Regions from separate parts of the Neogale vison genome. Here region 2 is linked to region 1. Evidence: chromatin contacts called from public Hi-C data. All regions are on one chromosome and are shown on one strand. The core of a region is the stretch at or near the end of the contact, and the rest is flanking DNA. Distances in the headings are between cores, read along the strand shown.

The links. Hi-C and Micro-C count contacts between places; a contact is called where the count stands out from the background.
Region 2: a Hi-C map of fibroblasts shows a contact between it and region 1, with 10 times the contacts expected there. The contact joins the enhancer-like site here to the promoter of ZNF503 in region 1. A contact is called at or near these places in 2 of 3 Hi-C or Micro-C datasets (fibroblasts and muscle).

What each region holds. Positions count from the first base shown.
Region 1 is chr2:188,927,423-188,931,698 of ASM_NN_V1, reverse strand. ZNF503 (zinc finger protein 503) reads left to right here and starts at 1,680. Exons shown (of 2, transcript XM_044239883.1): 1 at 1,680-2,859; 2 at 3,622-4,276. The coding sequence starts at 2,548.
Region 2 is chr2:189,524,187-189,528,390 of ASM_NN_V1, reverse strand. LRMDA (leucine-rich melanocyte differentiation-associated protein) reads right to left here. Exons shown (of 7, transcript XM_044239885.1): 3 at 2,523-2,649. Among named protein-coding and RNA genes, the nearest start is that of LRMDA, 570 kb to the right of the region's middle. Within about 2 kb of position 2,215, the one cell type or tissue checked has open chromatin away from gene starts, as enhancers often do. A contact at or near this core is called in fibroblasts, where this site is marked.

The DNA of each region.
Region 1 (4,276 bases), core at 431-2,930:
GTGAGAGAGGAGAGGGCGAGCCTGCGGAGGGCAGGTCCCAGACTCGGCCCCCGCGGTACGGGGCTCAGTGCCGAAGGAAACCGGGTCGCCAGACCCGGCCCTGCCCCCCGAGCGGGTACAGACTGGCTCCGGGCTCCCCGCGCTCCCTGCCCTACCATTTATCAAAGGACTTGACAACAAAAGAAGAGCTGGGGCGGAAAAGTGGGGGAGGGGAAATTCAAAGTCGTCCAAGTCCTTCCGAGGAAGGGGTTGTGTCCTCCTCTTGCCCCCTTCCCGTTTCTGCGAGTTTCTGGAGGCGACCTCCGAACTCGCTCCGGACGCTGCCAAAGCCCTGACAACTCACACAGCGGCGCAGACGTCCGTACACACTTGTGCGCCCAGCTTCAGGTACACAGAGGCAGGCACAGCGCCTCCGCTCTTCCTTCCAACCCGCCGGAGTGACGGTGCAAATCGAGGGGAACGCGGCAGTCCCGCTCCGCTTCCCTGGAAGACCCAAGTTCCTACAGGCAGCCGCCCCCTCCCGCTCTCTCTTCTTCCCTCTGCTTTCTCCACGCAGGTCAGTCCCGGCCTGGCGTTCCCATAAATTCGAGTGAGCAGCCCAGAGTAACCCCGGCTACCCAGCCTGCGGGGATACAGCAGGGTCGGAGAGGTTTGGAGAGGGGATCTGAATCAGCTTGAGATGTCTCCACCGTACACCCATGGCCAGGCCTCTTCGCAGCCTCTCAGCCCTAGCCGCGATCCGAAGGGAGGTCAAAGGCTTAAGTCGGGGAGGAGGTACCCCATCATTGACCTTCAGGACTCAAAACTGCGTTGTGGTGTGCCTGTCAGAATGAAGTCTGTGTTTGGGGTCGGGGCACTACGAAGGGTGGGGTCCGCGGCAGGCTGGCAGCCTGACATCCTCATGCTCCCGAGGGATTATCCTGGGGACAAAAATATTTCCCATCTTAGACGTCGCCACCGCCCGTCTTAGGTACCCGGGGCAGCTCCTCCCACCGCGGCCCCAATGGACGGAAGTCCCAGAAGTAGAACGGTGTAAGGGGAGAGGCGCACACCTCAGGCCTGAGCAGCCCTCTCAGCGCCCTGGGCACACCTGCGCGCTTTACTCTCACTATTCCTTTTCCTGACACCGAAAGCCTCTTCTCCTCTCTTTCATTCTTTTTCTTAGAGCCACCCCCCACCCCATCCCAGGAGGCTGCTCCTCTTTCCCCCTCCGCTGGTTCCCCCTTGGTCTCTTCCTTACTCTCCATCTCTCTCTTCCTCACTCTTTTCCCTTCAAGTCGCACCCGCCTTGTAATCAGCAACAAAAGCTGACATAAATCACGGGCGGATTGACAAGAGCTGACAAATAACTGATTGATTGCGGTCGAGGAACATTGACAATTGATGGAGGGGTGGAGATGCCCAAAGAACTGAAGAGAGGGGGAGAGGAGGAGAGAGGATAGCAGGGGAGAGTAAGAATGGGGGGGGGGAGTGGAGGAGAAGACTGAGTGTGAAACAGAGGAAACATGTGACCCCCGCTCCAGCCCCAATCTGCGCGTCCCCGGCAGTCACGTGGCTGGGAAGGGCTGGGAGCCCCGCGCACAGCCGGGAGAACAGCCGCCGCCGCCTCCGCTGCCCACCTAGCTTCTGGTTTCTCCGCTGCCGAATCTCGGGGAATCAAAGCGGGCGGGCGCACTTCCTCCGTCACCCTCTCCGCACCTTTCCTTACCCTGGCGGCCGCGCCGCGAGAGATTTCAATTACTGAGCGAGACAGAATATTTGGTGTGTGGGTCCCCTGTGCGCCCCTGGAGGTGAAAGTCCGGCCGTTGTCCAGACTCCCGCCATTGCTCCTTCTGGTCATCCCTTCAATCTGATCCTCATACGCACCCTCCTGCAAAAAAAGGTTTCAGTTTATTTTCGAGCCACGGAAAGGAAGGACGACGAGGAAGAAAAAAGAGGGAGGCGGCACATAGCAAACGCAGAATAAATGTCCAGCTCGTCCTCGGAGCGAAATCGAGGGAGGGGACACGCGGGAGGGGGGCGGTGAAGAAGGAGCTGCCCATTAAAACCAGCGCTGAGAGTCCTGGCGGCGGCGGCGGCGGCGGCGCGGGACGCGTCACATCCCCTTGACCCTCCAATCACCTCGGGCTCCCATTTGATTGGAAGGCGGCAAAGGCTTTAATCTCCCCCTCGGTGCAGCTGCTTTTGAAGTGAGTTTCCTCGCCAGAGCCCCGGCTGGACAGGCAGCGGCTCACATCGCCAAGCGCAGCGCCAGCGCCGGGTCGCGAGTGCGCAGCGCAGGGCACAGCCCGAGGCGGACACGGCGAGCCACCCGGCACTCCCACAGTCCGACCGGCTCCTCCCGCTCGGCCACGGCACCGCTGCTGGCCACCCAGGATTATTCGCTTCTGGCTCCAGGCGCCGAGAAGGCGCGCTGGGTGCCCGTGGCCGCCGCGCCAGCTCCTCCTCCTCCTACTGCTTCTGCTTTCTCGGCGAGCGCGCAGCCCGGAGCCCGCCCCACGCCTCACGGAGCCCTCCCCCCGCTGCTCCCATGCGTGCGGGTGGGTCATGAGCACAGCGCCCTCGCTTTCTGCCCTAAGAAGCAGTAAGCACAGCGGCGGCGGCGGCGGCGGCGGCGGCGGCAGTGCGGACCCTGCCTGGACCAGCGCGCTCTCTGGAAATAGCTCCAGCCCCGGCCAAGGCTCGTCCCCGGCCGGCAGCACCAAGCCTTTTGTGCACGCTGTGCCCCCCTCTGACCCTCTCCGCCAGGCTAACCGCCTGCCCATCAAGGTGCTGAAGATGCTGACGGCACGGACTGGCCACATTTTGCACCCCGAGTACCTGCAGCCCCTGCCTTCTACTCCCGTTAGCCCCATCGAGGTAAGGACCCTCTCCCGGGATCGCGCTGGGACCACCACCCTGGCTGCCGCTCCACGGGATTTCTTTCTCTCAGGATCGGGGATGGGGGGTGGTCAGAGTGATTCAGCTCCGGGATGGGGGAGAGCATAGTGCTCCCAAATCGTAAAAACTAGGGCTGAAAGCGGGTAGGAGGTAGAATGGGGTGTGAATGCTAAGGGACAAAGCAACCAAAACTTATTTCTCTCTTTGGTATTAAAGCCCCAACCCCGACCCAGGCCCCCTCACTTTCGGCCCGGAAGACGGGCGGAAGTCCGAAATGCGCTTCCAAAGTCGCAGTCTTAAGGTTCCCCAGAAGCTGGTATCTGTACACAGCCTCTAAGGCGCCAACTGCCCAAGCCCTTACTCTGAAGAATTGGGGATATATATAAGTGGTGTGTGTGTGTGTGTGTGTGTGTGTGTGTGTGTAGTTATGGGTCTAGGAGTCAGAAACAAAAACATTTAGTGGGTATTTTTAAATACAGCGTTTAGAGAGGTCAGGAAATACGTTCATTTGGTGGGGTAAGAGGGAGGCTGCCGCCTTTCTCAAGGGCGAGTTTGTGTGTCTGTCTGTCTGTTCGTCCGTCTGGGGGGAGGTGAAGTGGTGCTGTCTAGAATTGCCCCTAGAGCTGAGAGGGTCTTCACTGGCGGTTGCGGAAGGGCGTTTGATCCCTAGAAGCCAGGATTCTAAAGGGTTTCCCCTTCTTTCTCTTTGTGCCACCCCCAACCCCACGTCTGACCCCGCAGCTTGATGCCAAGAAGAGCCCGCTGGCGCTGTTGGCGCAAACATGCTCACAGATCGGGAAGCCCGACCCCTCGCCCTCTTCCAAACTCTCCTCTGTCGCCTCCAATGGGGGCGGCGCGGGCGGTGCCGGCAGCGGCACCGGGGGCGACAAGGACGCAAAGTCTGGCCCCCTCAAGCTGAGCGACATCGGCGTGGAGGACAAGTCGAGTTTCAAGCCGTACTCCAAACCCGGCTCGGATAAGAAGGAGCCGGGAGGCGGCGGCGGCGGAGGCGGTGGTGGCGGGGGCGGCGGCGGGGGGGTTTCAGCAGAGAAGTCCGGATTCCGGGTACCGAGCGCCACCTGCCAGCCATTCACGCCCAGGACAGGCAGCCCAAGTTCCAGCGCCTCGGCCTGCTCTCCAGGAGGCATGCTGCCTTCGGCCGGGGGCGGCCCGGAGGGCAAGGACGACAAGAAGGATCCCGACGTGGGCGGCGGCGGTGGCAGCAGCAAGGGTTCCGGGGGCACCTCGGCCGAAGGGGGACCCACGGGGTTGGCGCACGGCCGGATTAGCTGCGGCGGAGGGATTAATGTGGACGTTAACCAGCACCCAGATGGGGGCCCCGGGGGCAAGGCTCTAGGCTCAGACTGCGGCGGCTCATCCGGCTCCAGCTCCGGTT
Region 2 (4,204 bases), core at 966-3,465, 600 kb before region 1:
TTCCTCTGCAAACTGGGATTATGTGAAATGATGTTCTTTCACAGTTGGCGTGCTCTTCTTTTAATTGTTTTTCTCAGGCTTGTGCTGAAATAAACTTACATTTCTTAGTATGCACCAATTAATGTGACAGAGAACCGGCCAGGAAGTGTGCTGAGGGAGAAGAGGAATTGAGTTTGGGATTGGCAATTGTACAGCATTTACCAGACAAAGTCCTTATGGGTTGGGGTGTGGGCTTTTCGGGAAATCTTTTCTCCTGTCACTGTTTCTTATATTGCAAACGTGACAACATCTCAAGGCAGAGGCAGCTGCTTTTTTACCCAGAAACCTGTGTTGCTCACATTATCATAGCACTTTGATTCCAACATTCAAATAAGTCTTTCATACATTTCTTTTTTCCTTTTTTCCAGTTCTCTTAATAGGCAAGTGAAAGCCATGATGTCACACATACATACAAAATGACAAATAGAGGCTTCCAAACAAATAGAGGCTTCCAGACAAATAGAGGCAGACCTGTAGCTAAACTGCGTAGCTAAACGTGATTAAGCTGACTCATGAACCCAAGTCCAAAGGCTAGTACTTTACATCAGTATGGGACACAGGATATCAGCACTGGGGCCCAAAGAAGGAAACTTACCATTCAATTCTATACTAATAATCCTTCTGTTCTTGACTGATTTGATAATATCATCCAACTGATCACCTAAGACAGTCAAGGGAGCCAAAAGACACACTGCAATAGTTTTTGAACAGTGACTAGGAAACTTGGTTGACCAAAGGATAGGAGAAGAAAAAAAAAAAATCCATCAATATTGCATTATGGTATGGGTGCCTGGGTGGCTCAGTGGGTTGAAGCCTCTGCCTTCAGCTCCGATCACGATTCCAGGGTCCCGGGAACAAGCCCCACATCACGCTCTCTGCTCAGCGGGGAGCCTGCTTCCCCCTCTCTCTTTCTGCCTGCCTCTCTGCCTACTTGTGATCTGTCTGTCAAATAAATAAATAAAATCTTTTTAAAAAATTGCATTATGGTAAAGACTAATACTAACTTGTCGGTCCTTTCCTTCAACTTCTAGTACAGCGCCAATATATAATGGCCATAGTAGTATATTTTAAGTAATAAGGAAAATACTGTCTTATGACTTGAAATATAACCAGAGGGTAATAAATGGTCTGGCCTAACATTCTTAAAGCAGACATATGCATACACGGTAAAGGTAACATATATATCTGGGTGTTTGGTCTTTTTTTTCACACTCTAGGGAAAATGCCCTGATCCATTTTCTACTTCTAACTTACCATGTGAACAGGAGCAAGTGATTAAACTATTCTAGATCTGAAATGTTCCACTAATATAACAAGGTGAGTGGACTTCAACTCTGAAACAACAGAACAGAATAGAAAGAATTGTGGATTTGGCCACAGTTGAGACTAAATCCGGGATGTAGCATTCTGGTCAATGTCCGGCTTTGTGTTTACAGCTCACCTCTTTCCTCATTCAGACAAATGGACACCTTCTGCCAGGGTTTGGTAAGAACAAAAAATAATATGCTTAATATTACCCAGCACCATGTCTGACCCACAGGATCAATAAAGAACAGCTCAATAAAGAACAGCTGATGATAATCATTCTTTCATTTATTCATCCCACAAACATTCACTGAACCTCAGTTCCATTATTCTAGGTGTGAAGGATAAAGGAGTTAACAAAACAGACAACACTCCCTACCTCTCAGTTCACACAGTGGCAGCAGGGAGACCACACTGTACAGAAGAGCTAGCTGCCTAACACCACAGAAGGCTTCTGATTCCATTTTCAGCCTCTCGGTAGAACCCAGAACCCTTCATCCCCCTGAGCCTCATCCCAGGCTGGCTAGGTCCTCACCGACTTCCAGGAGAAGGCACGCAATAAAACGGCTCTGTTTGACTTCTCTCATCACCCCAGTAGAGTAAACACCACAGAGGGCAGGGCTATGCCTGGACTCACACATATCTCCCATCTTTGCCCCTTCCCCCTCTCCTGTGCCAGAACTCTTCTCCCAGCCTGCACCAAAGCCTTCCAGAAACCTCCGTGAAGGCTAAGTTCTCTTAGAGGCACCACCCCGGACTTCCCACCAGAGGTCGCCCTCCCACACAGGCCCAAGCAAACTGAACCCCGGCTCTGCCTTCTCAGCAGCAGTGACATTATTTTCTTTCTCTATTTTTATCTATTAAAAAGATTTCTTCACAGCCATAACTTAGATCTCTACACTAAAATGGAGCAACAGGAAGATATAATGGTGCATTTCATTTATGAATGACCTATAATAAATTACTCTGAAGTGTCCCGAGTGCCAGAAGACAGAACGCTTTGTCTGCCCATGGACTGCATTTCACATACTTTAATTTAGCTGACACATAAAACTCATTTGACATTTTGCAGGTATTTGTGTGGGGCGGGGGAAGGGTAAGGGGGGGGCGGTGTGTGCCTGCAGGGACCACTGCGGGGCAGGGCGGGGAGTGGAGGCAGCGGACAGAGCCAAGGATATCTGGTTCTTGTTGAGGGTTAAGGTATGGAGCCTGGGTAACCCTGGCAACACGAGGTCGTTCCCGAGCAGATTGTTGTCCAAGATGAGTTCCTCCAGGCTCCCGAACGCGCTCAGTCCTTCCAGTGACCTGCAATGACAAAGGCAACAGGAAAAATGATCCTGCACTAAATCAGGGAGGCCATTATGAGCCGAAATAAATATTTTAACCTTCCCTTTCAGGACTGGGAATAGTTTGGGCTTGGTGCCTGTCAGCAAAGTGAATGACAAGAATTAGTAGCGGGAGCCGGGGTGGGGGCGGCGGGGGAGAAGGGGCCGCTGGCACTCACCGCATCCTTCACGCATTGCCAACATGAAGGATGAGGGTCACTTAGTGAGTAGCCAGGATCCAAAACAAAGGGCTTCAGATACGGCCTGCAGGATAAATTTGTCAATGTCTTGTGCCTTCAGGCACCCAGCCTCGGCTGACCCTAACCTCCATTCCCAAGATAAATAACTCTGTCACAGTTCACCTTCATTCCCTGGACACAAATTTAAGTTGTCATCCATCATTCCTGCCCAGAAATATCATACCCCTCTTACAATAATAAATATAACTTCAAGTATCATTTCTTCGCGGTTCTCCTCTGCACAGTCCAGGAAAAGGCGAGGAAGGCTTCCTTTCTTTCCCTTCGCCGCCTTTGACTTTTTTTTCTCCCTCCTCCGCTTTTTTTCTTTACTAATCACTTCATTTGCTTCTGCCCAGTGTCCCTGTGGCTGCCCCAAAAGGCAGAGGCATCTGCTGAAGCACATGATCGCTCCAGCAGGAGAGGGCTGTTTCTTTTTCTTTCATGATTTTTCTTTTTGTTTTTGTTTTTGTTGGGAGGGGTGCGGCGTGGTGGTTTCAGGAAAGAGTTGCGGGAATTTCTGTTTCAATGCTCCTGGCTTGAAGTTACGGTTTTAATTTATGGAAAGTGGATTTCTCACTTTATTTTTGAAAGAAGCGTGGAATGCAGCAATGTAGATGTCAAGGCAGTAAATAATCAAGCATCTGAAAGAATTAAGTACCCGGCTCAGGGAAAAAAAAAAAAAAAAAGTATCAGAAAGGGAAAAATAGCCTTGTTTTTACATTTAGCTCAAAGTTAACTCTTAACATTATGGACTAAGGAGTGTTGGGGGGCCAGGGGTGGAGGTGCGGTGGGGGCTGGGAGGGGCAGTTGTGCGCATGTGCTGCCCAGGCCAGCAGCTCCAAAACGTTAATTAAAGAAAGCCGCCCGGTGGAGGGACTCGCACAGACACACGTACTCCCAGCTCGCTCACCTGCCAGAGCCCAGAGCCGTGCTGAGCTTGCACAGGCTGACAGCTGAGCTACGACGTCGACCAGAGGGCCGACTCGCCTGGGATCTCCTGGCTATGCTATAAAATGTGACGAATCAGGGAGATGTTGTCCACACTATTTATTCATTTACCGATAGCACTTTCATTACAGACCCTGCTGCTAGTGTGTGCAGCACCTGCAAGTCTGATGGGAGTGTGAACTTTAGCACCAAGGCTTTCTCAGGACAGTTGCATCTCCCTTGAGGGATCTCGGCCAAGCGGACTCCAGAACAGGGAGTCAGTGCCTGGGAGGTGGAACGGGAATTGGAAGACATGGAATCCCCAGACCCCACCAGGCCCAGAGCCCCCTCAGCATGTCCCATTCCTGC